7 separate regions of the Mus musculus genome follow, and regions 2, 3, 4, 5, 6 and 7 are each linked to region 1. Evidence: chromatin contacts called from public Hi-C, HiChIP or PLAC-seq and promoter capture Hi-C data. All regions are on one chromosome and are shown on one strand. The core of a region is the stretch at or near the end of the contact, and the rest is flanking DNA. Distances in the headings are between cores, read along the strand shown. Region 1 holds the start of Large1 (LARGE xylosyl- and glucuronyltransferase 1). Region 2 has its middle 53 kb from the start of Isx. Region 3 has its middle 72 kb from the start of Isx. Region 4 has its middle 180 kb from the start of Isx. Region 5 has its middle 260 kb from the start of Isx. Region 6 holds the start of Tpm4 (tropomyosin 4). Region 7 has its middle 310 kb from the start of Isx.

Region 1 (4,071 bases), core at 638-3,137:
CAAAACCCAAACCAGTGCATCCCTATTAAAAAGGGTCACCCAGGAGATGGACTGGGTCAGCAAAAGACAATCTGTTCCCTCTCAAGTGACCCATTTAAAGTCCAGAAGTGCACAGGTTTAATAAATCTCACACTGGTAAAGACAGCTTATAGAAAGAACTATCCTTACAGAGCGGGGGCATTTCAAGGCGATGAACAGTATAACTTCATGATAAACATACTTATCATTCCAACCTCCAGAAGCAATGACATTTACAGGAAGCTCTGAGTAGACACTGATGACTACAAGAAGTTTAGTGTAACAGGACAGACCAGGTATGTTGGTTGGGACTCCCCCTCACGGGTATCCATGCCATCCAACCACTTTATCCTAAAGAGCTTTTGGAAAATGTGGATGCATACACCCAACCCGGCCTCTTTTCAACCTATTGGAAAGTTCTCTGGGCATCCCATCATAAAAGGCAGGTGAACGTCGAAGAAAAGCAGGAAGGGTCCCAGGGTGGCGGGAAAACAATACCTCCAGGTGTTACTAAGAACCTGCCCCCTACACACACACACCAACTCGCTCTTGCCTATCAATATCTTGTACACCTAAGAGCATGTCAGGCCCTGAGACAGATCCTGGGGACACTAGAGATTGGGGTCTTCCACCTCCTGCTTTTCCGGGACTCAAAGCCAAGTCAGAAACGGTGTGCCCATCCTTTTTACTAGCATCCTAAGCACACCGGGTACCAGCCACAGGTTTGGATAAGTTGTCCAGCATTGCTCACTAAAGCGTTCCCACGATGGTTCTCTCGCACATCAGGGCTCTTACCTTGGCCTTGACTACATCCAGGCAGAGGTACACTCCGAAAGAGCTGAACCGCGTGGTGCCACTGACGCCTACTAAGTGCAGTGGGTCCTGGTGGAGATCCCAGCTGGAGCTGTTCTAACCCGACCGACCGACGGTGCCAAGCACAGACTTCGGGACAGCCTTGGGCTCCAAATATCAATAGGAAAGGTCCGCCTTGCCGGGACTGAGCACTCTCCCTTCTTTCTCCTCCTCCGAGGCGGCTGCCGAGAGCTGCTCTACGCCAGAAGGACTCTTCCAAGCCCTGGGCGCCTCGCATGGGCAAGGGCCTGGGGGCCGCCCTGGGTTGGATCCGGGAAACCAGCGCCAGGAAGAAACGGGGAGCCGCAGCTCTGCCGGCTTCACCTTCCGCGCCCCTGACCGCTTAACCCCTTCAGGGCAGGGCCTGCCCGCAACCGGCCCGGCCAGGCAAGTACACCGGCAGCCCCAGCCACGGAGAAGAGGCGAGGCAGGAGGCAGGAGGCTGGAGGCAGCTCAGCCGGACCGAGAGACCAGCGTGGCGAACGAGCACTGGGACCGACCGTAGCTGCTTGCGGTGACCCTCCCCCCCACCCCCCGGGCCTGCGCCGCCCGCCCGCGGCTCCGCGAGAAGCGGGCGCTGAAGAGGGCCTCGCCCGGGCCTGGGGCGCGGGACCGGGGGCGCGGGGCCGGGATAGATGCTCCTTGGAAGGTCACGGCCGCCGGGGCGCCGCGAGCGGGACGCAGCCCGATGGGTGCGGGGAGCCCGGGCGGGCAGCCCCCGCCGCCACCTTGGAGACGCGCCGGCTTCCCGGAGCGCTCAGGTTTGGAGCCGCTCGTCCGCTGCAGACGCTGTGGGCAGCCTGGAGCCGCGAACGGACAGGCGCGCGATCCCCGCTTCCCGCGCGGGGCCGGGAGAGAATCGCTGTGCGGGGACCGGCGTGGGAGCGCGCTGGCGGGCGCTGGTGTTGGAGCTCCAGGCTAGTCCAGCCGCCGCCGCGTGCTTAGAGCGTCGGGCTCGTTCGGCAGCTGCAGTGACTGTGTGTCTGTGTCATGTCTGTGCAGCTGGGGGGCGAGGGGGAAGGACCGCGATCCTGGGCTGGGTTCCGAGCGGGGGCGGGACCGGAGCCCGCCTCGGGGCCACGCCTCCTCCCCGTGATCGCATGGACAGCCAATGGGTAGCGCCAGGAATGTGCGTCTCTAGTGCCCGCCCTGCCTAGGCTACGCCTACGACCAAGCGCCTCCCTCCGCTCCTTGGTTCATTGGAACGCAGGCGGATGAAACACCCGGAGCCCGGAGCCCGGGCCGGGTCTCGGGAAAAGGGTGCTAGCTGGAGCTCCCCGCCCTTCTTTCCCGGACTCCGGCTACCCCAGATTTGGATGAAAGAGAGTGAAGAGAGGCGGGTTGAGTTCGCAATTGTTGCTTCCGGTTTGCGAGCAGGGTGGGTCACCGTGCCACTCCTTTTACAAAATAACGGTTTGGGGGGAAGTAGGAAGTTTACCCTGCTTTTCCTTCGGTTGGGAACGCGGCTCTCCCCTAGGTTGACCGGTCATGGGGCAGCCAGAGCTGTGAAGAGGCCCGATTTGAGCGGTTTGACATCATCTTGCTTGGATTCTGGATCCAAGAATCCTGTGCAAGACTCTGGTCCCCCTCACCAGAGGAAACTACATTTTTGTGTCCATATATACACGCATAGATGCACCTCCTTTCTAATTTTACTCTTGCTCAGAGCCCCGCTTTCAACGTCCACTAAAGGGACATCTAAGCCTCCGGATGTTGATGAGGAAGGTGAGGATGCGGAGAGTCCGCCCGGACTGCGGAAGGAGCGGAAAGATTTGGTTATAGTAAAGGGGATGGGATGTCCCTTGGGAGAATACCCTCCCTTGAGGCTGAAGCAGAGCCTGGGTGAGAAAGAGGACCAGAGCGGACGGTCTACTCCCACTGGAAGACGGAGCTCCGAAACTGCGATCCAGCTTCCGGGTTTTTTCCTCAACTAGGTCCCTTGGCTTCTGGGGGCCCCTTCCCCCAGAGTCCCCACCTCCCCCAATCCGTAGGAGCCACTGAATCTCTGTCTTCCCCTGCGCTTATCTCCTCCGGCAGCCCACCCACTGTCTTTTAATGGCTGGGGAGGATGGAGAGAGGTGGGATGCCTTAGAAAGGGCTTCCTATCTCGGGACTCTGAGCTGACTATCTTACCCGAGGTGGAGCATCACTCTAATCTCGCATTCGAAGATCCAGCTCCTCTCTGATCCCATCCCTCATCCCCAGCTCTGGCCTTGATACCTACACCCTTGGACCGTCCTTTGACCTGCTCGACACTCTCGGCTTCCCTGCGTTCTCTAGAAGCCAGGACCCCTTTTACCACCAGCAGGGGCTCTCCCTCAGTTCCCAGCGCTGTTTACCTAATCAGTAGGAGCCTAAGTCTTGGAGGATGCGAACCGAAGGTAGCGGTTGCTTCGGAATAGTTAACTGCGATGCTGGGGTCCTGATGTCTTATCTCTACCAGAATAAGTCTTACCACGAACGTTGCAGGGATAGCAAATCGTATCTGGGTTTGATGCCATTATTGTGTCGGAAAAGAACATTATATGGTAAAATAGTATCTAATATCCTAAAAGCCATTAAAGTGTCAAAGTTTAATGCCAAGCCTTTTAGCTCGAAGGCAGCTCAGTTCTTCCTCTAACATACAGCTTTGTTCTAGAACTCCCAGAAAACAAAGAGATCGTTTTATTTTATTTTATTTTATTTTATTGCAGAACGGCAGTCCTTTCTACTTTCTTCCTCCTCCCCCACACCAGCCCCCACCTTGGAACTGGGTAAAATTGAAGCAGTAATGTGTGCTTTCTTTTTATTTATCGCTTCGCTTCAGTTCATCAATGGTGTAAAAATGCATTATTACAATACATTAACATGTTAATAAGGGAAAGGAGAGTCTTGGAATTCACAAGCAAAAGAGGAAATAATTGAATTAACATCAGAAACTCAAATATGATGAATGTGGGAAAGAAATGTCTCCATTAAAATGGCCCAAAAGTGGTACTTTGTCTACATCTTGAAAAATATGAGCGGGGTAAAGCGGAAGCAATGTTCACTGGGGTCAGTGAGGTGCCATAGTTACTACCAGATTTCCTGATGTTGCATAGCATGTGTCAACAAGCTCATTGAATGTGAAAAAGCTTCTCTCAATCAACCCAAGGTTACAGTTGTACACCACTGATGTAAGGAATGGGCTAAGTGGGGAGTTGGTTAAACTGTTATAACCCC
Region 2 (4,071 bases), core at 527-3,026, 1.5 Mb after region 1:
CTAGCCTCCTTCAAATCACTATACAAGGGATCTGATGACATCTTCTGGCCACTGTCTGTTCATGCAGTCACAGACACATGCAGACTACGTGCCCCTACACATAAAATAGAATTTTTAAAGCCAGTCAGTATTCCTTTCATGTCTTCATGCTGAGTCTTACTATGGTACCATTAACAAACATTTCATTTGTTCTTTCCATTAATTCCTAAACAAAGATGGACATTAAACAAGAAAAGCTTAAAATTTCTTTAAATGTACAGACTCTTTTTTCAGTTCTTCCCTACATAATTCTTTTAAATAATATTTTTATTTATTCTTTGAAATTTTCATACATTTGTAATACATATTTGGTTCATATTGCTCTGCCATCCCTGCCCCTCCCACTGCCTCTGGTGCAGAAGAAGAAGCCTCATCATTAGAGTTACAGGACTTTCGTGCTTGTGATGCAAACATAGGTAGTAAAAAGTGTAAAACCAGGCCAAGCATGATGATGCATGCCATAGTTTCAGACCTCTAGAGGATCAAAAGTTAGAGGCCAGCCTGGACTACATAGTGAAATCCTGTCTCACAAAGCCAGAACTGTAAGATAAAATACAAATATGAGAGAGTAGTACCAGCCAAATTCAAGATAATAACTTCCTTTTGGAAGAAAAGGAAAATGAGAGATAAAACTGTAACTATAATATATTGTTCATATAAAATTTAAAAATTTATATACATGGAATAAATAAGCTGACAAGAAATGAAAGATGAAAATAACCATTAGTGACACAGACCAAAAATCAGAACAATCGTTTGTTTTGTTCGTTTTTCTTTCTTACAGTTCTGAGGGCCAACCAATAGGGCTGGAAGATGGCTCAGTGGTCAAGAGAGTTTGTAACACAAGCATAAGAACCTGACTTCAAATCCTAGCACTGGAGTGTAAAACCCAGGCATGGCTGCAGATACTTGTAACTCCAGCCATGAGTGGTAGACACAGATCCCAGGAACCTGCTGGCTGGTCAGCCTAGCCAAAATAATGAACTTCAGACTGAGAGAGAGGACATGTCTCAAGGGGGAAAAGTAGAGAGAGACAAAGCAGACCACTAACAGACCTGTATTAGGGTGGGGACCATAGACAGACACAGAGACACAGAAGGAAATAGGATCAAAGAGGAGATTCCTAATTGTTCCACACCCTTCCCCCTCTCCCCCTTTCTTCCATGTGCTTCTATCTATAATACGATATACCACATGCTTGAATCTAACTTGCACCCTGCATTTTAGTGGCTCTGAAATAGAGATTTATCTTATGGATAAAAATAGAACGTTAGTTCTGCTTGTTTGTTGTATTTGTTGTTTGGAAACAGGTCTTATTCTATAGCACAGACTAGTCTGGAACTCACTCTGTAACCCAGGCTGACCTCAAAGTCACAACAGTCCTGCCTCAGCCCTCAAGCCTGAGCATCACAGATATAAGACCACACCCTGCAGCCTCCCAAGGGCTGGCAACACATACGTGAGCCACCATACCCTGGGTTAAAACACACTCAAATTGTCAGAATTCTCCTTCTCTCTTTCCCCACTCTCTACAAAAAAACAAACAACAACAACAACAACAAAGTAGTAATTCCTTTTATTATCAATAGTATCTCTGACCCTTTTTCAAAGGGACAAATACAAAACAGATTTTCTCCTTGGACATTTGATCAAGAGACAGAAACAGACAGGACAGAAACAGTACCATTGTTTGGTGACAGAGGGGCTTTCTTTGTGAGAGGTTCAGTGTTGAAAATGAAACAAAGCCCTGGGGTTTATCTGTGTTAAATTAGTTACCTTAGAAAGGAGGAAATAAGTCACACGCCTTGCCTATGGGGATCTCTTCCTAGCAAACTTAGAAGATGTGATGAACTAGAGAAAATTTGGGGCTGGTCAGCAGAACCTGACTTGGAAGAAAGAAGTTGTCCTAATTCCTATGAATTATTAAGCTTTGTCTCCCAAAGTAACTGAGGTACAATGCCCACAGTAATTAAGCTCTTTCCTCGAGCCAGTCTTAAAAATCAGAGCTTTCATAAGACACAAGTCCCCAGTCACTGAGAACCTTCAAGGGAGACAAAACAGAGAGGGCATCTGCCTAGAACAAAGGACAGAGGGGGAGGGCTGAACGTTTGCAGAAAGATACACAAAATCTGCCCTATTTAGATAAAAATTGCTACTCAGCTCTTTCTTCACCCTCTGCCCAGCAAAAGTCAGGGAGTGGAACTTAAAGGAAGGTTCTAGTAAGCCCTTAGTGTGATTCTCTCGCCAGCCACACCAAGCCACACCCAGGCACAGAAGGATCTTCCTGCTCCGAGTCAAAAATGCAAAGACCCTGGAATGTGGCAGCTACAGCAGGCCAGACACAGAGGTATTGTCTCTTTAGGAGCTGGAAAGGGTCAATTCAGCTAGCCCTGCCTGGAGGAAACTTTGATAGAGGTTCATTCAAAGGAAACTGAGGCAGGTACTGTACAGACTTAAGCACTGCAAAAAGGGTCTGACTTAATTCTCCATCAGTATTGCTAGACAGCAAATGGAATATGAAACCGCCATATCAAGATTTTAGTCTTCTGACAAAAGTAAAAATTAAGACAATTTGCCTAAAACTCACTACATTCTTTTAGATGTCATCCCAAAACAAGAGAGAAAAGGCTGGGTGTGGGATTACATTAGTCAGGGTTCTCTAGAGTTACAAAACATATAGAATGAATCTGTATATATAGAAAGGGGGGTTATTAGAATGGTTTATGGGCTGTGGACCACCTAATCTAACAGAAGCTCTAAGAATCCCTGCAGAGGACCAAGCAGTGTTGTAGGTGTTATGTGAAAATAAAACAATTTTTCATCTTACGAAAGCTTAAATAAGCTCTGATAACATATCGGTTTTCCAAGGAGGAAACCAAGGCATATGACTGGTCAGCGTTAATGGGGTGTGGCTTCGGTGTACTTTGTAATCCTGAAGAAGTAAGCTCTAATGCCAGGGAAAGAATGGGCTTGCTAACAAAGCAAGACCAAGCAGACAAAGAGAGAAAGCTTCCTTCTTCCATGTCCACCAGCAGAAGGTGTGGCCCAGATTAAAGGTAGATCTTCCCACCTCAGAAGATCTTGATTAAAGGTTTATCTTCCCACCCTAAATATCCAAATTAGAGATGGGTATTCCCACGCAAGTGATTTCATTAAGAAAAAAGTGCCTCACAGATGTGCCCAGTCGTTCGGCTTTCAGTTAATTCCAAGTGTAGTCAAGTTGACAACCAAGTAGATCCATAAAGAGAGTCAATGAGAGGTACCCTTCCCTCCCCCATGGTAGCTGTAAAAGTGGAGGCCATTTTGGAGTTGGAAATATTGCCTTCCATCAAAGCACCACACTACCACATAGTTAAGTACTTGTTTGCTGGCCAAATGAAAGAGTAGATTCACTTTTAGAAGAACAATGTTGGAATAACACCCATTCAAATGATTTTAGTCCATTTGTTGTAATAAAACACCTTAGGAAAATATATAAATATGTCTCCTTCCTATGAGTCAGCCTAGCTGGGCCTTTCAAACATCTGGCCAGAGGTTGTGTTGTACCTGAAGACATGCTAAGGAGTCAGGAGGAATAATTATCCCCTTAATGTACTTAAACGTCCCTAAATCCCCTTCTCCGTGTAGCTACTCACAGAAATTTAGCCATGTGCCTGTCCACTTTCCTACATGTCTCAGAGAAGTCTAGCTTTCCTTTTTACCTGTTTCCTACCTCTTTTTCTTTCAGTTACTGCCCAACAACTTGAACATGCTTTGACAGACACTTGGCTTTCTCATTGTTTCTGTAAAGCTACTCCAACTCCTTCCTCTACCAAATAGCTGCTCACCTGCTGTGCAGCTGAGCACACACTTCCTCCACAAAAGGCATGGCTCTACCTCTTCTTACCCTTTCCCCTCCCCCAATAGCTGCAGGAATGTCCAGCTTGAGTTATCTTGTTGTTTTTCTTTCAATTACACTTGTGTTTCCTTTTGCATAGGCTCCTAAATTCTTTTTATAAATGAGACAAAGAACCCACAGGAGGAAATCTGACA
Region 3 (4,071 bases), core at 978-3,477, 1.4 Mb after region 1:
TTGCAGGCTTGTACAACCACTCTGGAAATCCGTCTGGCGGTTCCTCAGAAAATTGGACATAGTACTACCGGAGGATCCAGCAATACCTCTCCTGGGCATATATCCAGAAGAAGCCCCAACTGGTAAGAGGGACACATGCTCCACTATGTTCATAGCAGCCTTATTTATAATAGCCAGAAGCTGGAAAGAACCCAGATGACCCTCAAAAGAGGAATGGATACAGAAAATGTGGTACATTTACACAATGGAGTACTACTCAGCTATTAAAAAGAATGAATTTATGAAATTCCTAGGCAAATGGATGGACCTGGAAGGCATCATCCTGAGTGAGGTAACCCAATCACAAAGGAAATCACACAATATATACTCACTGATAAGTGAATATTAGCCCAGAAACTTATGATACCCAAGATATAATACAATTGCTAAACGCATGAAACTCAAGAAGAATGAAGACCAAAGTGTGGACACTTTGCCCCTTCTTAGAATTGGGAACAAAACACCCATGGAAGGAGTTACAGAGACAAAGTTTGGAGCTGTGATGAAAGGATGGACCATCTGGAGACTGCCATATCTGGGGATCCATCCCATAATCAGCTTCCAAACACTGACACCATTGCATACACTAACAAGATTTTATGAAAGGACCCAAATATAGCTGTCTCTTGTGAGACTATGCCGGGCCTAGCAAACACAGAAGTGGATGCTCATAGTCAGCTATTGGATGGATCACAGGGCCCCCAATGGAGGAGCTAGAGAAAGTACCCAAGGAGCTAAAGGGATCTGCAACCCTATAGGTGGAACAACATTATGGACTAACTAGTACCCGGGAGCTCTTGACTCTAGCTGCATATGTATCAAAAGATGGCCTAGTCGGCCATCAATGGAAAGAGAGGCCCATTGGACTTGCAAACTTTATATGCCCCAGTACAGGGGAACGCCAGGGCCAAAAAGTGGGAGTGGGTGGATAGGAGAGTGGGAAGGAGTGTATGGGGGACTTTTGGGATAGCATTGCAATTGTAATGAGGAGAATACCTAATAAAAAATAGTAAAGAAAAAAAAAGGAAAGGGAGGGGAAGGGGGAGGGGAGGGGAGGGGAGGGGAGGGGAGGGGAGGAAGGGGAGGGGAGGGAAGGGAAGGGAAGGGAAGGGAAGGGAAGGAAAGGAAAGGAAAGGAAAGGAAAGGAAAGGAAAGGAAAGGAAAGGAAAGGAAAGGATAGGAAAGGAAAGGAAAGGAAAGGAAAGGAAAGGAAAAGAAATGGTCAACAAAAGTGTACTTGTCGCAGTGGCAAGGAGCAACAGGGCCTCAGGGCCAGTTTTTCAGACTTATCTTTAAGATTAAAATATAATTATGTTGTATCCCCTTCCCCTAGCTGGACTGATTAGCTGGGCCTCAGTAGGAGAAGATATGCTTAGTCTTGCTGTATCTTGATATACTAGGACTGGCAGGATCCAAGGGGGAATTTCCTTTTCTGAGGAGAAGCGAAGCGGGTAATAGGGAGAGGAATTAGTGAGTGTGGGACTGGGAGAAGAAGAGGGAGGGGACCATGCCCAGCATTCATCATGAATAAAAAATAAACTTATAAAAAACATATACTTACATTTTCACCCTTCCCTTTCCTCCCTGCAATTCCTCCCATCATCTCTCCTCCACCTGCCTTACTTCTCAAAGCCATAACTTCTTTTTCTTTGCTGTTGTTACACATACACATGCACACACACACTTCAAATACATAAATACAACCTTTTGGAAATGTGGTGTTGCTTCTATGCTGCTGAGTCTGCTCAGTGTTACTTGTGTGTATCTGAGTTTCAGGGCTGCCCACTTGATGTTAGATAACCAATTATGGGGCTCATCCTGAAAAAACTATGTCTTCTGCTCTCAACATTCTTTAGTTGCCTACAGTTCTTTGTCTAGGGCTGGAACCCCATGAGGTCTGCCCCTTCCGAGTTAACACAACCATTGGTGTTGTCATTGTTCAGGTCTGCTTTAGGTATCACAGTGAAAGCTTGTCTGTCATTTCTAGGAGATACAATCTCACAGAGGACTTCGGGTGTTCTTTTGGCCAGATCTTCTGTCTTGGCCCAGACACACTGGCTAGTTACTCTCCTGAAGGTTCCCAGACAAGAACACAATCACGCATCACCCTTCAAGCAGGACCAGCTCCTACAGAGAACAGGAAGAGATGTCTGCCCCTCTCCTTCCCACCAACACCCAGGAGCAGCTCACTAGATTATCTGTTCTCAGCTGCTTCCATGGCTGTTTCCTGGAAATGCAGTGACTGGATGCCTGGAAACAACAGGGTTTGAGGGACTCCTGCTGGCATTCAGAGGCAGAAGTCAAATCTCTGTAACCTGAAGAGGGTACAGTTGGTAGCACCAGGATGAGAGCTGCTTTTCTGGAAAGAAGTAAACATTTTCTCAAAGCAAGCTCCACTCCAAGCTAGCTGTTGAAATCTTATTATGAGTTTGCATCTCTGATGAGAAATCTAATCAGTCAGGGACTTGGCAGGAAGCAGAGGCTCACTCAGCTGGTATTTTGGAAGAGATGTTTTTATAATAAAAGGACCAGAGTGAACATACAGGTTAACACAAGAAGACTAAGACTCTGGGGATGAGCAGCAACCCTTTGCTATGCTCAACCCTGGGGCAGAAAGGACATGGAGGAAAGTAGCCATCAAAGTCCAGTTGAAAGATGAAATCTGGAAAAGGCTGTACTTTCTAGAAGCTTGGGAGTAAGACACAACAACAAAGAATCTACAGTATAGCAAGGACAGATGTACTCAGACCCCCCACACACACACCTCCCCCTCCTAGCCTCCAGCTATACCCACCTGCTCAACCACAGCATTGTGAAAGGGCTCAGCAAGTATCAGCTACAGAGGTTAGGTCCCTGGTACCAGAGGAGGAAAAAGATAGAGACAGTGGAAGAGTACTCAAGGCACTGGTAGAACTCTGGTTTGGAATGACTTGTGGGGCCAGAAAACTGTGTAACTTGGGAATCCAGTCCAGAGCAAGAGTGAGGTCAAGGCATATCCAAACCCCAGAAATCTCATCCTGAGACCATCAGGAGGAGGACTTCTTCCTCCTTGCTCTGGATCTGCACATCCCAACACAGGTAAGACTTATGACCACCATCTCCAACACCCTTGAATACATTCGTGGTGGCCAGAGAACAGTTTAGATTTCCTCTCACTTTATAAGGACATGTTCAGCAACTTCCTGGACTTCTCCTCTTCATGCAAATGAAGCATTCCCAACTCTTCAGTTCCAGCCACCCCCAAAACCCCTACCCACTCCCCAAGGTTTCTATAGCTCTTGTTACCCCGAATAAAAGAGAGCTGTTTCACTGAAAACTGTCTCCAGAGAAGCTATTTATCCTATACTCATGCCAACCAAGATCCTGCTAATCCACCTGCCCAGTTAAGCTTCATTCCTTCTAGACCAGCCCAAGTACAATGATGCCTAGACACTCTGAGGAGAAAAGCAGATATCTTAATTCTCACGTGTATTAGCCATGGGACTTCACAAACCTATTTACTAAATCTCCATATCCTTTCATATAAATGACCTGTTATCAAATTCAGAAAACTGGAAGTAATATTTGTAAAGAGGTTCTGTGGTGGCCAGCACAGAAGAGATAGACAATTAAGCTCATATAGATCTATGTTTGGAAAATCACAGATTTGGGAAGCAGACACCTAGGTTTCTGATCCTGGATCCTTCAGTACTGAGCTATGGGATTTGGAGCAAGAGGGTTAACTTGTCTTAACCCAGGCATATCACTGACTAAATGGTATTTAATACTTTGCTACAAGGAGTGATGTGGTCCTGTCAGCCTACTTATACTACAAAAAGGAATATAACGTGTGTGTGTGTGTGTTTGTGTGTGTGTGTATGTACAATATATATTTATATATGTATATATGTGTGTGTAAAATATATACATATATCTGCACATATATATGTATATATATATGAGTATAGCACAATGCTTAATACAGAGAAAATTAATAAAGGGTTGATGATAAAGATTAAGCAGAAAATGGGCTAGAAGGATAATGGCTCATTA
Region 4 (4,071 bases), core at 548-3,047, 1.3 Mb after region 1:
CCTGGTCACTTTCCTTTCTCTGCTACAGCAAACCTGATTTCTGTTAAATCCTCCACTAGATGAAGTGAAGGAAGCACAGCGTTGGAGGAAACATGGGTTGGGTAAAGGCTGCAGTACATGCTCAGTCAATAATTGTTCAATAAAGAATGTAACAAGTAGGTGGATACATTAAGTACTCTGAATATCTTCTCCTCTCAAGGTGAAGCTTCTGCCCCCTTACTCCCCATTTCCTTGGTTTGTTTGTTTGTTGTTTGTTTTTTGCCTTGTCCAGAGAGTCAAACTGAATTAATTGATTAACTCTCCTACCAATTGATCAATTGTAGGAGGTCTAAGAAAACAGGATACTGTGCTCTGAGGAGTCACTAAGGGGCCCAGAATTTCCTGTACTGTGCCTTCATCTCTTATCAAAGTCAGGAAGCTATCATGCCCATGTGAAATAATAGTCTTTCCATTCAGACAAACAAACAAAACACAGCAAATTAATTGTACATCCCTTTGGTAAGACCATACTGAGAAGACCTTAATCAGGGACAGGTAGCAAGGGACCCTAGATAATTCCATCTACAGCTGTGCGGCTATGTGTGCAGATAAAACAAGTAAATGAATTATTTCTAATTAAAAGGTGAATATAGCTTTTAGAAAACAGAGACTCAAACTATGTCTGTTTTTTTCTAAGAGTTCAGCCCAGCAAGGTATCTTTTCCCCTATCTCTCTGAATGACCCCTTTTCTTCTTCATATAATGAATTCCCACTACACTTGAAAAACCCAACTCAGATGATTTCCACCACCATTCAGCCATGCAGAGCCACTTGTGCTGAGGTCTGTGGGGGGGGCACTAAGTCCTATGAAGGCCTCACCATGATATTCCCAGGCAAAGCACCAGCACAATGTCTGACACTCACAATAACCTACTCAGTAAGTGCTACAGTGATCACAGTTGTGGCAGCATTTTATTACCCTGCTGTTGTTGTTTGTTGTTTACTATTTTCCCACGGTTTCCCTGGAAACGGGCTAAGTAATGCTGTTAACAAGCAGAGGCTTGAAGAGATGATAGACCTCTGCCTGAACCCTGGGTCTACCACTTTCTCATCATTCGACTTTGACTCATGCTTATCTTCTCTAAGAATCTGTTTCTTAATATGTTGAAATGTAGTCATCATTGCTTCCTAATAAAGGTAACATTTTTTAAACTATATGATCTATATATTTTTGTTATTTTGCTGACACCATATCGTCAGAGGATGTCATCATGGGTATTGGGCAGGAAGGAACTTGGCTGTAAGACAGAAGACCCTCATAACAAAGTCAGTGAAGGGCAGCAGTTGATTTGGCTTCCAAATCAAGAGTCCAAGGTTTACAAGGCTCAAAACGCCTCAGGACCCTCATCCCTCTTCATCCATCTCTAATGTGATGACTTCCTGGTACACATATAGCCTCTGGGTAAAGGATATGTCTCTAATGGCGAGAAGTAGAAATGGAGAAAGAAAGAAAATCTTGCCCCTCAAGTTTTTCCATATATTAGAAAAATCAGTGTTCCCTCACAGTGCTTTCTGAAAGCAATGGATGTTTTGTCCTATCAAATTCAGTGAGGAAGTGGCCTGTCTGTGAGCTCCCAAGTCCCTGGCTCAAGGACAGTTTCACCTGATCAGATGCCAAATTGTTGTCTTTACATAGCCAACAGCAAGAGAAAACCTGACCCCATCTGATAGCTGCAGCTTTGTCTGGATGTGTCATGGGGTAAATGGCTGGTGACAGGCAGCCTATAGGCTAATGGAACAAGAATCCAAAGCTATGGGAACCTCTGATTCCATGAGTTGCTATGGAGACAAGCTAAACAAAGACTTTCTAAGAGCTGGGATGGGGAGAATGTCTCAGGATCCATTAAGAGAATTGTGACAAAAGAGACATTGTAATGCAAAAAGATGGACAGGACCTGGTTGTTAGCATGATTTATCAAGTGAGTTCCATGCAACACTGTAATAATGCTTCTGTAGCTATATACAGGAATCTTACCTCAGTAGGAAGAGGTAAGGAAGTGCAGTTGACCCTTGGATGCTCAGTTGATCCTAGGTAGAAAGAGTGAAGACACTGAACAAACCCAACCCCAGCCAGCAAATAGCAAAGCTTGAACTCAAACCCAAAGCTCCATAACATGAATACAGTTCCTTGACCATGAAAGCAGTCCAGCCAGTCCAGACACTGTGCTTAATTAGCTTGGAAGACCGGAGATGTTATTCAACCTTTAGTAAATGTGAGTCAAATAACTGCACTATATTACCAAGACAAAATAAGCTTGCTTCTCATAATGCTTCTTTAAAATATCATACATCTGCTGGCCCATGTGGGCAAAAGACAAATAAAAAGCAAATGAACAAGTAGAAATGTGACTTTTACTGAGGAAAAAACATGACTTACAAGTTAAAAGACTTAAAAGTCTGTATTATTCCATAGGCTCACAGACCAAATTACAAATGATATATCAAACTTACCATATTTCCAGGGAATTTTTATTAGTCTGATTGACAGAGGAAAATGCATTTATTGTCATAACATTCCATGCAGAAGTGTTTCTGAGTCATTCTAACCTCTGAATAAATTATAGAGTTCACTTATTATATGTAAGCACACTGTAGCTGTCTCCAGATACTCCAGAAGACAGAGTCAGATCTCGTTACAGATGGTTGTGAGGCACCATGTGGATGCTGGGATTTGAACTCCGGACTTTCGGAAGAGCAGTCGGGTGCTCTTACCCACTGAGCCATCTCACCAGCCCATGGGCATATATCCAGAAGATGCCCCAACCGATAAGAAGGACATATGCTCCACTATGTTCATAGCAGCCTTATTTATAATAGCCAGAAGCTGGAAAGAACCCAGATGCCCCTCAACAGAGGAATGGATACAGAAAATGTGGTACATTTACACAATGGAGTACTACTCAGCTATTAAAAAGAATGAATTTATGAAATTCCTAGGCAAATGGATGGACCTGGAGGGCATCATCCTGAGTGAGGTATCCCAATCACAAAGGAACTCTCACAATATGTACTCACTGATAAGTGGATATTAGCCCAGAAACTTAGGATACCCAAGATATAAGATATAATTTGCTAAAAACATTAAACTCAAGAGAACGAAGACCAAAGTGTGGACACTTTGCCCCTTCTTAGAAAAGGAAACAAAACACCCATGGAAGGAGTTACAGAGACAAAATTTGGAAGTGTGACGAAAGGATGGACCATCTAGTGATTGCCATATCCAGAGATCCATCCCATGATCAGCTTCCAAACGCTGACACCATTGCATACACTAGCAAGATTTTGCTGAAAGGACCCAGATATAGCTGTCTCTTGTGAGACTATGCCAGGGCCTAGTAAACACAGAAGTGGATGCTCACAGTCAGCTATTGAATGGACCACAGGGCTCCCAATGGAGGAATTAGAGAAAGCACCCAAGGAACTAAAGGGAACTGCAACCCTATAGGTGGAACAACAATATGATCTAAGCAGTACCCCGGAGCTCTTGTCTCTAGCTGCATATGTATCAAAAGATGGCCTAGTCGGCCATCACTGCAAAGAGAGGCCCATTGGACTTGCAAACTTTATATGCCCCAGTACAGGGTAACGCCAGGGCCAAAAAGGGGGAGTGGGTGGGTAGGGGAGTGGGAGGGGGTATAGGGAACTTTTGGTATAGCATTGGAAATGTAAATGAGCTAAATACCTAATAAAAAATGGAAAAAAAATTATAGAGTTCAAAGAATTCTGGATTCAAATCCCTGTGAGGGATGTCAAATGAAGAACTGATCTGGACCAGAGCTAGAGGAAGATTTATTTGAAAGGGTTAATGCACTAGGGAGAATGCCTAGACTTGAGTATTACAGCATCTTCAAGTCAAACAGAAGGCTATTCTCTTCTGAGGACTAGCAGGAACTATGGGGAAAGCAGGTGAGATCTGAAGCTCCATGCACACTCAATGGGCCAGTTGAGTTAGTGTTTGCTTAAACTTGAGCACAAGGCAAAGTTTAGGAACCTATGAAAGCAGAATCCTGACTGATTTAACATTGGGCCACC
Region 5 (4,071 bases), core at 783-3,282, 1.3 Mb after region 1:
CTTCAGCCGAGGAGGAGTTCAATAATCAAGTGGATAAGATGACCCGTTCTGTGGACAGTCAGCCTCTCTCCCCAGCCATCCCTGTCATTGCTCAATGGGCACATGAACAAAGTGGTCATGGTGGTCGAGATGGAGGTTATGCTTGGGCTCAGCAACACGGGCTTCCACTCACCAAAGCTGACCTGGCTACTGCTGCTGCTGATTGCCAGATCTGCCAACAGCAGAAACCAACACTGAGCCCCAGATATGGCACCATTCCTCGAGGTGACCAGCCAGCAACCTGGTGGCAGGTTGACTACATTGGACCACTTCCTTCATGGAAAGGACAGCGTTTTGTTCTTACTGGAGTAGATACTTATTCTGGTTATGGATTTCCCTAATTGGACATAGTACTACCGGAGGATCCAGCAATACCTCTCCTGGGCATATATCCAGAAGATGCCCCAACAGGTAAGAAGGACACATGCTCCACTATGTTCATAGCAGCCTTATTTATAATAGCCAGAAGCTGGAAAGAACCTAGATGCCCCTCAACAGAGGAATGGATACAGAAAATGTGGTACATCTACACAATGGAGTACTACTCAGCTATTAAAAAGAATGAATTTATGAAATTCCTAGCCAAATGGATGGACCTGGAGGGCATCATCCTGAGTGAGGTAACACATTCACAAAGAAACTCAGACAATATGTACTCACTGATAAGTGCATATTAGCCCCAAACCCAGGATACCCAAGATATAAGATATAATTTGCTAAACACATGAAACTCAAGAAGAATGAAGACTGAAGTGTGGACACTATGCCCCTCCTTAGATTTGGGAACAAAACACCCATGGAAGGAGTTACAGAGACAAAGTTTGGAGCTGAGATGAAAGGATGGACCATGTAGAGACTGCCATACCCAGGGATCCACCCCATAATCAGCATCCAAACGCTGACACCATTGCATACACTAGCAAGATTTTATTGAAAGGACCCAGATGTAGCTGTCTCTTGTGAGACTATGCCGGGGCCTAGCAAACACAGAAGTGGATGCTCACAGTCAGCTAATGGATGGATCATAGGGCTCCCAATGGAGGAGCTAGAGAAAGTAGCCAAGGAGCTAAAGGGATCTGCAACCCTATAGGTGGAACAACATTATGAACTAACCAGTACCCCGGAGCTCTTGACTCTAGCTGCATATATATCAAAAGATGGCCTAGTCAGCCATCACTGGAAAGAGAGGCCCATTGGACTTGCAAACTTTATATGCCCCAGTACAGGGGAACACCAGGGCCAAAAAGGGGGAGTGGGTGGGCAGGGGAGTGGGGGTGGGTGGATATGGGGGACTTTTGGTGTAGCATTGGAAATGTAAATGAGCTAAATACCTAATAAAAAATGGAAAAAAAAAGAAAAAATCAAATAAAATAAAATAAAATAAAGGTAATAAAAAAAAATAAAGTAAGCAGCTAAACATTAGGAACATTCCTTTTGGGTGCCGACTCTCCAATACAGCCCCAAACCAACTTCTGACCTTCTGAAATCTGAGATATTAAAGCATCCATTTATAAATCGATAGACAGGTAGATGATGATAGATAGATGGATAGATAGATAAGTAGATGATAGTTGGATGATAGATGGATAGATAGATAGATAGATAGATAGATGATAGATAGATAGATAGATAGATAGATAGATAGATAGATAGATAGATAGATAGATAGATAGATAAAGTATTTGCCAAAGCAAAACCCTATGAAGTTTACAGCCACAAATTGAAGAAGCCATGTTGGGATCCTCAAAAGTCCCATTAACAGACATCTAAAAGAATGTCATTAGAACAATGTGGTATCATAAATGCAACTAACGTGCTCTCTTCTGTTCTAACAAGCTCATGAATAACAGATGAAGGGAGCTCTGTCTGTTTTAATTAATTTGGTCTTGAAATGAATTCAATCCAATACAAAATTAGCAGGCAATTAAGTCTCATTGGCCTAAATGGACAAAAACATGCCAACATTATTGGCTAGAGAAGCAAAATGGAAATGGACAGGGGCCATGGTACATTCTTCTAAAGCAAAACCAGGAAAAGGAAAGGGACATCTGTCCGTTCCCACAAGGAGACTGCTTACCTTCTTTTCCCCAACCCAGAACTGATTTCCTGCCTCCTCACTAGGAGTTTCCAAATACACATGTTAGGAAGTTCTCAGGAAATGACTGATGAGTGGCAAGATTACAGGCTGGAGAGGTGACTCAGTGGGTAAAGTGCTTGCGGGACAATTATAAGGACCTAGTTCAGATCTCTGAGACTCACATTAAAATCAGTTGTGGTGATGTGTGTGATCCCAGCACTGGCAGGATCCCCAAAGCTTGCTCCCCAGACATTCTAGACGATCACAAAACTTCAGATTCATTGAAGAGGCCTTGCCTCAAAAATAAGGTAGACAGTGATATCGGAAGAAAGTTGGCATCAACCTTTGTCTTCTGCACAGATATGTGTAGACTCATCATGCATGTGCGTGCTCACAGAGAGGGAGAGGGGGGAGGAGAGAGATTTTAATTGATTGGTTTTATTTTTAATTGATTGGTTTTATTTTTTGTGTTTTGTTTTAGAAGTCTTCAAATAATTCTTGAAAACTAGCTCTGTACCTAAGCACTGATATAATTATCAACAGCATTCTTAGACATATACAATAAATACATTTAGTTCTAAGGAATTACCACAGTTTATTAAGTACATGAGTTTTTCAGATTCTTGGCTCCATTATCCACTTGGCAATTACATACAATGTTATGATAATAATTTGTCTTAAAATAGTGCTTTTCATCCTTGTAAAATAGTAAAAATATAATATTGCTTTTCTCCTCCAGGCTATGTGTTTAATGAGCACTTTTTACTTAACCTTCTAGAACTGGGAAGACATAAACACTTAAAATTACTTTAAGAGTGGACTCTGTGGAAAAGCTTGCTGAGACACTCTGACCAGCAGTGGAAGCACAGCACAGAGCCATCAGGCCATGCCCAGACCTCAATGTGTTATGGACTTGGGAGAACTGACCCCATGACAATGAACATTTACAAGTAAAGATGTTTATGGGAAATCATATACTGTTTACACACCACAATTTCCAGTGCCAATAAGATGAACAAATATGTGTTGGAGAGGAAGGAAAGACAGAGCAGCAGAATGGTTGTATGCAGAGCAGACTGTAGTTGATAAACAAGTCAGCAAAATGATTTCTTGATTTTTGGATTTAATTATTTGGTTTGGTTTTCTCTTCTGATATTTATTTTTATTTTATTTTAGGGAAGAGATTACAAAGGAGAGGAAAGATACAGAAGAACTAAGAAATGAGTGGAATTGGGGTAAATAATGTGAAATTCCCAAAGATTCAAAAAAAAGTATGCTTAAAAATTACTTTAATATCCACTTATCAGTGAGTGTATATCATGTGTCTTTTATGACTGAGTTATCTCACTCAATATAATATTTTGTAGTTTCATCAATTTGCCTGTGAATTTCATGAAGTCATTGTTTTTAATAGCTGAATAGTGCTCCATTGTGTAAATGTATCACATTTTCTGTATCCATTCCTCTGTTGAAGGATGCCTGGATTCTTTCCAGCCTCTGGCTATTGCAAGTAAGGCTGCTATGAACATAGTGGACCATGTGTCCTTGTTATATGTTGGAGCATCTTTTAGGTATATGCCTAGGACAGGTATAGCTGGGTCCTCAGGTAAAACTATTTCCAATTTTTCAAGGAACCACAAGACTGATTTCCAGATTGATTGTACCAGCTTGCAATCCCACCAGCAATGGAGAAGTGTTCCTCTTTCTCCACATCCTCACCAGCATCTGCTTTCACCTGGATTTTTGATCTTAGCCATTCTGACTAATGTGAGGTAGAATCTCAGGGTCGTTTCGATTTGGATTTCCCTGATGACTAAGGATGTTAAACATTTCTTTAGGTGTCTCTTGGCTATTAGAGATTCCTCACGGAGAATTCTTTGTTTAGCTCTGTACCTCATTTTTAATAGGGTTTTTTGGGGATATTTGGTTCTCTGGAGTCTAACTTCAAAAAGCAG
Region 6 (4,071 bases), core at 938-3,437, 1.2 Mb before region 1:
CAGCTGGAACAGCTGTCTGCTGGCTCATCTAAGCCTGGTTCTACCATCTAGAGGGTGGGCTCTAACTCCTATCCACTAAAGAGTGTCTGCCTTGTGCCTGCTTCCCATCAGCCCAGAGCCTCAGGACTTCCCAGGTGGCACCTCTGACAAGCTCTCCCTGTGGGAGGAAAGAAAACAACTTTAATCCAGGGTCAAGAGGCAAAGGCAGCAGATGTCTGTGAATTTAGAGCCATCCTGATCTATACAGTGAGAAGCAGTGTCAAGAAAAAGAGGGGGAGCAGAAGTGGACACTTGCATGTTCTCACACACACACACACACACGCACACGCACACACACCCGCCCCACACACACACTCACAAGTGTGCAGACACACATATATAGCTGGTTATCATCGTAATACTTACTGTCCACAGAGATCTGAGTATTGGTGTGAGCATGGAGTCCCTATCAAATTTATTTTAAGAACTGGGGGGTTGGGGGAAGTGGTGAGTGGACGGGTGTTAATCTACAGAAAGGCAACCACCCTCAGTGTTTCCTGCTGAGGAAGGACAGGAAGCTTGGCCTGGAGTACTGGGGGGTGGAGGGGAGTCCTGCTCTAGACCACATACAGCATCAGGGATAGAAGGAGATACAGAGATCCTGTGGAGTTGACACAAGAGTGACCCTAGCAGCTAGGAGGTGTCACATGGCTGAGTGGTTCTCAGAGAGGTTGATGGGATGCCTAAAACAGGAATTGTGGGGGACAGACTCTCAGAACAAACAGCACTAGATTCTGGGGAAGGTTAAAGGACACATTAATTAAAACAGATGCATGCCAGGCGGTGGTGGCACACGCCTTTAATCCCAGCACTTGGGAGGCAGAGGCAGGCGGATTTCCGAGTTCGAGGCCAGCCTGGTCTACAGAGTTCCAGGACAGCCAGGGCTACACAGAGAAACCCTGTCTCAAAAACAAAAACAAAAACAAACAAACAAAAAAACAGATGCCTAACAAATGTGCAAAAGTTAGAGGAGTGAAAATTTGATCTTAGAGGGGAATTGGTCCCTGAGAGTGGGTCTCTTCCAGGACAGACCTGAAAGCCAGGTGTGGGAGCCAGATTGGAGTGGGAGCAGGATGTGGGGCTCTTGAGGGTAAGTTTCTCAGCAGGGGAAAGGGCTTGCACACTGGTCAGAAAGTTTCTGCCTACAAAACTGGGAGTTTCTATAGGCTCCACTTTGCTTAAACAGAGATCACCTGAGAGCTGCATTCAGAAAGTGAGAATGCAAAATCCAATTTGTAGTGTTTCAAACTAAAGCTATGACTTCCTCAAGAGAGTGGGGACTCTTATGAGTCCAAGAATGGCCAGTCCTTAGGTCAAGAGTAAAATCCCTCTGTATTCAGTAATGCACACTTACCGCTCTGTGTATGTGGAGGGAGTATTTTATATTTTATGTGAGGGTGTTTTGCATGCATGCATGCCTATGCTAAGGGGTCATGGAAGCAGAGAATGTTGGCTCCCCTGGAACAGGAGCTGGGAATCAACCTGAGTCCTCTGTACAAGACCTTGTCTATATACACTTTTTACTTTCACAAACTTGTGTCCTCTGAATGAGACCTTCTTTATATAAACCTTTTACTTTCTACATTAATGTGGGCGCATGTGTGAGATTAATGGACTCTGGGCATTAGGCTTGGTGGCAAGCACCTCTACCCATGGAGCCATCTCATCAGCTCATAAAGACTTTGTTCATTTGCAGGGCCTTAAACTCCCAGTCCTTCTGCCTCAGCCTCCCAAACTCCGGGCAATGGACCATTAGGCTGACTCATTATCTTCTGTGTCCCCAGGTGAAAGAGCAGCTGACGTAGTTCCAGAAGAAACTGAAATGCGTGGAGGACGAACTGGACAGGCACTCCGAGGACCTGACAGACTTAAAGAAGACTCTAAAGCAGACGGAGAATAAAGGCTCCCAGGTAAGTGCGCGGCCGCTGGGCCAGGCGGGGCGGGCAGTGAGGGAGGACGAGGAGCCCACAGGGCAAAGGCGGCTAGCTGCACCGACGTCAGCCACCCCCTCCCACCCACCCCCCGCCCGGTGCTGACGTCGCGGCCGGCCCGGGTGACCTCATGGGCCTGACAGCAGGGCCGGGGGGCGGGGAGAGGCGGGGGCGGCCCCGGCGTGGCCAAGGCTGGCGGGCCCGGGCGCGGCCGCCCAGCTGTCGCCGGAGCCCAGCAGAACGATTGAGCTATGGCCGGCCTCAACTCACTGGAGGCAGTGAAGCGCAAGATCCAGGCCCTGCAGCAGCAGGCAGACGACGCAGAGGATCGCGCGCAAGGCCTGCAGCGCGAACTGGATGGCGAGCGCGAGCGGCGCGAGAAAGTGAGAGACCAGGACCCGCGCCGTCCGCGACCCCCGCCCGATCCCACTTTTCGTCCCGCGCGCTTCCGGGCCCGCAGTGCTCCCTGGCGCCCTCTTTTCTTCCCAGCTCCGCATGCTTCTAGCTCCCCCTTCCTCCGTCTCCCCTCCGCCTTGATCATCCATACCCTTGGATCCTGGAGCCCCGTACGCTGGCGGGGCAGGAACTGGGAGGTTGCGGGGGGGACAGTCCTGCGCGGGGCACTCCGGAGTAGTGGGGCAAATACCGCGCTCCCATTGTCTGCGGCTGACCAAGGTGGGGGCGGGGGCGGTGCGCGCTTTTGCTTCTTCGCGCCCGAACTTTCCCGGCACGTCCTTAGGGTGCGGCCGCGACACGTCCGCTGAGGGCGGGGTGGGGACAGGAGAATTTGGACGCTGGCCTGCAGGACACCCACCACCACCACCATCACCCTGTGTCCCCCTAGCCCCAGGTAATATCCACTAGGGGGCCTGCCCGACGCCGGAGCGCCCACTGTATGCGCCTTCCCTGAGAGTTCAGGGACCGGGGTGCATGAATAGTTCGGAAAGAGGAAAGGCCTCCGCGCCTCCTCTTCATCCCTGGGTCAAGCCCGGGGCCAGAGATGGGTCTGGGTTCTAAGCCCAGCTCTGGCACCCACAAAGCGTTCGATTCGTGTCTCCCAAAAGTCTGCTACAGGTGGGTAGAAAGAAAAGACTAGGGAGAGGCATTCCAGACGTTTCCGGGGCAAGGAGAGCCCCTTGCCTGAGTAGTAGGGCGGTGTTTGCTAGCGAAGGAGACTCACAGACAAGGGAAGAAGTGTTGTGTGATTGCCCAGGTCTCCTGAAGCCGTAGTGTGGGAACTCAGGGCGGGGACCCTAGAAACTGAAAGGCTAGGTGGAGTTGGCAGTGCAGGTACCGCCTGGACTCCTCCCAAGACTGCCTGGGCGACAGCCTGGCCTGGGTAGAAGCCTTGAATCCCTCAAGGACCGCTCGGGCTGGAGAAAGCCTCAGAACCGGGCGGAAGCTCTGCACAGTAGCTGTTACGGCTTCTCATACGCCCGTCCCACCCTAGACATCTCCAAAATGGCCTCGAGACTCCAGCCAAGCCAGGAATTTGGCGGCCCAAGGGTGGAGTGCGGGGGATGCCTTTTGGAAAACTCTGAGCTGCTTTAAAAGTTCATGTGGGAAAGCATGCTTCTTTTGGTTGTAGAAAGACATCTCAAGTTGATTCCGGGCCAGAAACACCCAGACTAGAAATGGGGTTGGGGTGTGTGTAGCTGATTTCTGGGCTTGTGTCCCAACAGCTGGTTTCATTTAGATTTTTGTGTGATTAACCGACGTCTTCCTGTTGCTTGGCCACAAGTATCTAGCAAGCCTCTTTTACCTTATAAGGGAAACCCTTTGTAGCCGGTGGAAGGCTTTGATTGCAGGAAGGGGCGGAGCTCAAGATGACTTAGGATGTGTGTGTGTGTGTGTGTGTGTGTGTGTGTGAATGAATGCATGGATGTGAACTAGAGCTCTTTCTGTTTTAAACAGTTGAAAATATGCCAAGATCAAAGTGTGCCTCTTCAGTCTAAGTTCTTTTCCTTTTCTTTGAGACAACTCATGAATGTGGAAACTCAATGTGACTGTGAAAGTGATTACTATGTTGGGTGTGGCCTTGAGCCCCCTGCAGCCCAGGCTACTTAGAGGCTGTGGGGTTGTCATTGAATGGTGGGATACT
Region 7 (4,071 bases), core at 853-3,352, 1.2 Mb after region 1:
TTCTAGGATAAGCAAGAGTGTGCATGTATGCCAAGTAAATGGCTCCTGCATGGAGCACCAAGAATGCCTGCTCTAGAGTCCATCATCCCTTAAAGTATGCATTTGTGATGAGATGGTAGCTAGGGATTATGTGGAAAGGGCGTCCATGTAAGAACCACCCGATGCTGTGTGATCATGCATAAGCAACTCTCCTTCTCTAATACCTCTAGCCTCTTGCTGTGTGAGTTGTAAAATCCTTTTCTCTCTCTACATTTCTGACATGAATCCTAAATTTCTATGGAGATTACAGCTTGGGAAATAGATTTGTCTTAGCCATATTGGAGCTCAGAAGTGGAGAAAATCTAGGAGTATAGTATAAACAGAGAGGTGCGGTCACAGGCTGCTGACTGCAAGGATATCTGGGACAGCCTTTGACCTTCATCTCAACTCCAGTGCTCAGCAAACACCTGGCATTTAAAGTCCCTAGGAAGAAAAGAGCTGTAGAGAAAGAAGATAGAGAGATGGAGAAACTAGACAAATATTTGTGCAACACTATGGTTTTTATTTCATTTTGATTCCTCAAATTTCCTAATGTTCAGGAGCAATATGGATGCAAAAGGAAGAAGCATAAATTGATGGATGAAGGGCCAGTGGAAATGGCTTAGTCAGTAAAGTGCTTGTTCTATGTCTTAATGTTCTCCTGCTATGAAGAGATACCATGACCATGGCAACTCTTATAAAGGAAAGCATTTAAATTGGGACTGGCTCAGGGACTTAGTCCACTATCATCATGTCAAGAAGCATGATAGCAGGCAAGCAGACATGGTGCTGGAGAAGGAGCTTAAGAGTTCTAGATCTGTATCTTCAGGCAGATAGGAAAAGAGAGTAACATTGGACCTGCCTTAGACATTAGAAACCCCAAAGCCCAGTGACAAACTTCCTCCAACAGGGCATACCTACACCAATAAGGCCACATGTCCTAATGCCACTCCCTAAGCATTCAAATATGATTATGGGTGCCATTCTTTTCCAAACCACCACATCCTATAAGCAGAGAACCTGACGTCAGCTCCTCAACACTCATGAAATCAGGTGTAGTGGCACATCTCCAACTCTAGGCCCAAGGGAAAGGAAACAAGCAGATTCTGGAGCTCATGGACCAGCACCAGCAAATAAATGAGCTCTAGATTCTCAAAACATAAGGTGGAGAGCAACTGAGGAAGATACCTTGTCGTTGTCCTCTGGCCTCCACATACATGCACAGACACAAGACACACAGAGAGATTACTAAACAGAAATAGTTAAAGAATGCAGTCAGAGATGCAGGAGGCAAACAAACCCAAGAAAACTATGATGTCAGCCATTCCTGGACAAAAGGGTGAGTCTAGTCATGTCAGGAAGTCAAGCAGCAAAGAACAAAAGAGATCCTAGAGGCTTGACTGAAAAGGAGGTATTTGGCAGTTCCTTTCCCCTTGCAAAGTCAGTTTTTGATTCCACCCACTCCCATTCATTCTTGTGATGGAGTCCTCCCTGGAGAGGTCTGGCAGGCATAGAGGATGAGAGCAGAAGTGTGAGGCTTGAGGAAAGTACTAGGATCATCCATGCATTCCCCACATGGGTAAGGGAATTTGCTAAACCAGCCCTATCCCCTCCCTCAACAGGTTGGACACTAAAGCTAATGGTAAAAACATTCCATGTGCTCCTATTAGCTGAAACCTCATTATCATGCTTTGCCTTACAATGCAGCCCTCCAGTTAATGAAATTCAGTGTTGGAGCAAACTGTCTATGTGGGAATTAGGTCTCTGGTGGTGGTGGCTGCATTTCCGGATTTGAGGATTATTTTTTCACATTATACTCTTTCCCTACCCCAAGCCTGAGAGTGTGAGGGGTAGGGGGCCATAAAACAACCAAAAGAAAAAGAGGAGAAAAAAAAGACAGGATTTCAAACAGTGCCCAAACCCAAACAACAAAAACAGCAATCGCTGTATTTCAAAGCCAGTACAAATTAGACTAAACGGCTGGGGAAGCCAAATGGAAATCGTAATTCTTCCAGTCCTTGCAGTTCAGACACATGTAATAGGCTTGGCAAGAAGTCAAGAAAAACAGGGGCCAAGTCTCGGCATTTTTTTAAAGAATCTAAGGCTGTTGGCTATGGGGAATCTAGATTTCTGTACAGCTCAAGGTAGAACAGCTATCCAGTCTTGCTGGTCTGGTCCTATTACTGGTTGAAGCAGGACCCTGGATAGTAGAAAGCCCTAGACAGGACAGATTTGTCAGTGAGAACTGGTGTCCTACAGATGCAGGGAAGAACTTGGGTAGGGATGCCTGCAAACCAAGGACCAGGAGACACCCCCCCCCCACCCTCAACAGCCTCCTTTAGGGCAATAGAAAGCAGTATGAGGAGGGTGCCAGGGAACCACCTGATTATGTATATAGAGAGCCATAAGAGGGAAGAACCTCTGTTCAGAACTTCTGCTGGCTATTCTCCTTCACTTCTCTGATCAGTGTTCAGGCTGCCTGCTTCTCAGAAGAACAAAATGTCTGCAGGCTCAAAAGGTTTGCCACTGTCACATGAGCAAAAGGTGAGAGTCTGAACTTGAATCTGATAATGCTTACTGCAAAGCTAGTGCTTTCTCAGCTAACTTAGGGGTTATCAAGCTTTCTATGAAGTGACAGATGGCAAATATATTATCAATTTTTTAACACAAAAGCTTTTCTTCATTGTGCTCTTTTAGCCCAAAAGTAGCATAGAGCCACAAGTGATATGAAATCAGATAAATGTGGCTATGTTCCAATAAAACTTTATTTACAAAAATAAGTGATGGGATTATTTTAGTTCACAACCATACTTTGGCCGTTATTACACATATATGTGTATACATATACATATGTACAAATATACATTTTATTTTTGCAAATGAAAGAGAATATGGCCTAGGCACATAGCTCAGAGAGTAAATCACTTGCTATGCAAACCTGGGGACCTGAGTTCCCACAGCACTTATATAAATGTTGTAGGGACAAAAAAAAAAAATTGTAGGGACATAGGATCTGAAACCCCAGAACTTGGCAGAAACAGAGACAACTAGATCCTGAGGCCTCACTGGCTAATCGGTTTAGATAAAACAGTGAATTCTAGATTTAGTGAGAGACTCTATCTGAAAAAAAAAAAAGAGGTAGAAAGTCTTCACCTTTACAGTGAGCACACACACATATAAATCTGTCACAGACATACTTACACATATACACATACATATATACACATATAAGTGCATGCACACACACACATGTGTTACACACATGCACACAAAGAATCTGGCAATTTACTAGCATAGGGACCACAATATGTCAGAAGAGTTAAAGCACGGGTTTTGTGTTAGACGGTCCTGAGTAGAGGTCTGACATTGTAGCCTACCCTGTCTGGATATCCAGGGTAAATACTCTAACCTTTTTCAGTTTCTGTCACCTTTGTATTAAATAAAGACAAAGCAAAATCTGCCTCTGCTATTACTACAAGAATTATATTAGAGCATTTATTTTCATAGTGTAGACCTTGAGTTATACTAAGCATTTAGTAAATATTATCTACAACTATTTCAATAGATATTCAATCGTCAATAGTTTTGCAAGGTAAACTTTGTTACCTGTACAGCGTGGAAGTGGACAAAATCTCAGAAAGCTGAAGGTGAGGCCAGTGATCATAGTGCTGAATACAGGAAATGGGTTGAAAGCTGGATTCTCTGAATAGAAAACTGATTATACCCCACCCCAATGCGGAACTAAAGAAATGCCCAAAGACTTGTAAAGACAGCATAAACAAAAAGACATGATAGCCAATACCAGAGAATAGATATAACCCTGAGCCACCATAGGGTTACCTGATATCATGATTGAGATTGTCAACTTGATAGGAGCAATGAGAGAAATCCTTGGGTATAGTGTGAAGGATTGTCTAAATAGATAAATCAGCATAGACTCACCTTACCTGTGGGTGGCATCCACATGGGCTAGTGTCTTGGACTAAATAAAGAGAAGAAAGCAAGCTGAGCATTAGAACTCACTGCTCTGTGTTTCCTGATTGTGGATGCAGG

What was found. Promoter capture Hi-C pulls out the DNA fragments that hold promoters and counts their contacts. Hi-C and Micro-C count contacts between places; a contact is called where the count stands out from the background. HiChIP or PLAC-seq counts read pairs in DNA pulled down with a chosen protein or histone mark.
Region 2: a promoter capture Hi-C map of embryonic stem cells shows a contact between it and region 1, with 15 times the contacts expected there. The contact joins the enhancer-like site here to the promoter of Large1 in region 1. A contact is called at or near these places in 17 of 39 promoter capture datasets (the 3T3-L1 cell line, 3T3-L1-derived adipocytes, cranial neural crest and 8 more), 9 of 484 Hi-C or Micro-C datasets (the HPC-7 cell line, the MC38 cell line, cerebral cortex and 5 more), 30 of 115 datasets of contacts at active chromatin or transcription factors (the NIH/3T3 cell line, VIP interneurons, cardiomyocytes and 18 more) and 1 of 9 other capture datasets (embryonic stem cells).
Region 3: an H3K27ac HiChIP or PLAC-seq map of VIP interneurons shows a contact between it and region 1, with 27 times the contacts expected there. The contact joins the enhancer-like site here to the promoter of Large1 in region 1. A contact is called at or near these places in 13 of 39 promoter capture datasets (the 3T3-L1 cell line, cranial neural crest, embryonic stem cells and 6 more), 6 of 484 Hi-C or Micro-C datasets (cerebral cortex, embryonic stem cells, neural progenitor cells and 2 more) and 16 of 115 datasets of contacts at active chromatin or transcription factors (the NIH/3T3 cell line, VIP interneurons, craniofacial prominence and 10 more).
Region 4: an H3K4me3 HiChIP or PLAC-seq map of neural tube shows a contact between it and region 1, with 9 times the contacts expected there. The contact joins the enhancer-like site here to the promoter of Large1 in region 1. A contact is called at or near these places in 10 of 39 promoter capture datasets (the 3T3-L1 cell line, cranial neural crest, embryonic stem cells and 5 more), 1 of 484 Hi-C or Micro-C datasets (cortical neurons), 13 of 115 datasets of contacts at active chromatin or transcription factors (VIP interneurons, astrocytes, embryonic forebrain and 6 more) and 1 of 9 other capture datasets (embryonic stem cells).
Region 5: an H3K27ac HiChIP or PLAC-seq map of VIP interneurons shows a contact between it and region 1, with 15 times the contacts expected there. The contact joins the enhancer-like site here to the promoter of Large1 in region 1. A contact is called at or near these places in 3 of 39 promoter capture datasets (cranial neural crest, hippocampal neurons and liver) and 5 of 115 datasets of contacts at active chromatin or transcription factors (VIP interneurons, embryonic forebrain, embryonic stem cells and 1 more).
Region 6: a Hi-C map of muscle stem cells shows a contact between it and region 1, with 7 times the contacts expected there. The contact joins the promoter of Tpm4 here to the promoter of Large1 in region 1. A contact is called at or near these places in 3 of 484 Hi-C or Micro-C datasets (embryonic stem cells, muscle stem cells and uterus).
Region 7: an H3K4me3 HiChIP or PLAC-seq map of stem cell-derived neural progenitor cells shows a contact between it and region 1, with 9 times the contacts expected there. The contact joins the enhancer-like site here to the promoter of Large1 in region 1. A contact is called at or near these places in 5 of 39 promoter capture datasets (the C10 cell line, cranial neural crest, hippocampal neurons and 2 more), 5 of 115 datasets of contacts at active chromatin or transcription factors (astrocytes, embryonic stem cells, forebrain and 2 more) and 1 of 9 other capture datasets (embryonic stem cells).

What each region holds. Positions count from the first base shown.
Region 1 is chr8:73,351,653-73,355,723 of GRCm38.p6, forward strand. Large1 (LARGE xylosyl- and glucuronyltransferase 1) reads right to left here and starts at 1,888. Exons shown (of 15, transcript NM_010687.2): 1 at 814-1,888.
Region 2 is chr8:74,818,600-74,822,670 of GRCm38.p6, forward strand. No RefSeq gene overlaps it. Among named protein-coding and RNA genes, the nearest start is that of Isx, 53 kb to the right of the region's middle. Within about 2 kb of position 1,777, at least 8 of the 459 cell types and tissues checked have an H3K27ac peak or open chromatin away from gene starts, as enhancers often do. A contact at or near this core is called in embryonic stem cells, where this site is marked.
Region 3 is chr8:74,799,339-74,803,409 of GRCm38.p6, forward strand. No RefSeq gene overlaps it. Among named protein-coding and RNA genes, the nearest start is that of Isx, 72 kb to the right of the region's middle. Within about 2 kb of position 2,228, at least 1 of the 459 cell types and tissues checked has an H3K27ac peak or open chromatin away from gene starts, as enhancers often do. A contact at or near this core is called in VIP interneurons, where this site is marked.
Region 4 is chr8:74,686,779-74,690,849 of GRCm38.p6, forward strand. No RefSeq gene overlaps it. Among named protein-coding and RNA genes, the nearest start is that of Isx, 180 kb to the right of the region's middle. Within about 2 kb of position 1,798, at least 2 of the 459 cell types and tissues checked have an H3K27ac peak or open chromatin away from gene starts, as enhancers often do. A contact at or near this core is called in neural tube, where this site is marked.
Region 5 is chr8:74,608,674-74,612,744 of GRCm38.p6, forward strand. No RefSeq gene overlaps it. Among named protein-coding and RNA genes, the nearest start is that of Isx, 260 kb to the right of the region's middle. Within about 2 kb of position 2,033, at least 2 of the 459 cell types and tissues checked have an H3K27ac peak or open chromatin away from gene starts, as enhancers often do. A contact at or near this core is called in VIP interneurons, where this site is marked.
Region 6 is chr8:72,133,101-72,137,171 of GRCm38.p6, forward strand. Tpm4 (tropomyosin 4) reads left to right here and starts at 2,188. Exons shown (of 8, transcript NM_001001491.2): 1 at 2,188-2,353. The coding sequence starts at 2,222.
Region 7 is chr8:74,556,154-74,560,224 of GRCm38.p6, forward strand. No RefSeq gene overlaps it. Among named protein-coding and RNA genes, the nearest start is that of Isx, 310 kb to the right of the region's middle. Within about 2 kb of position 2,103, at least 12 of the 459 cell types and tissues checked have an H3K27ac peak or open chromatin away from gene starts, as enhancers often do. A contact at or near this core is called in neural progenitor cells and stem cell-derived neural progenitor cells, where this site is marked.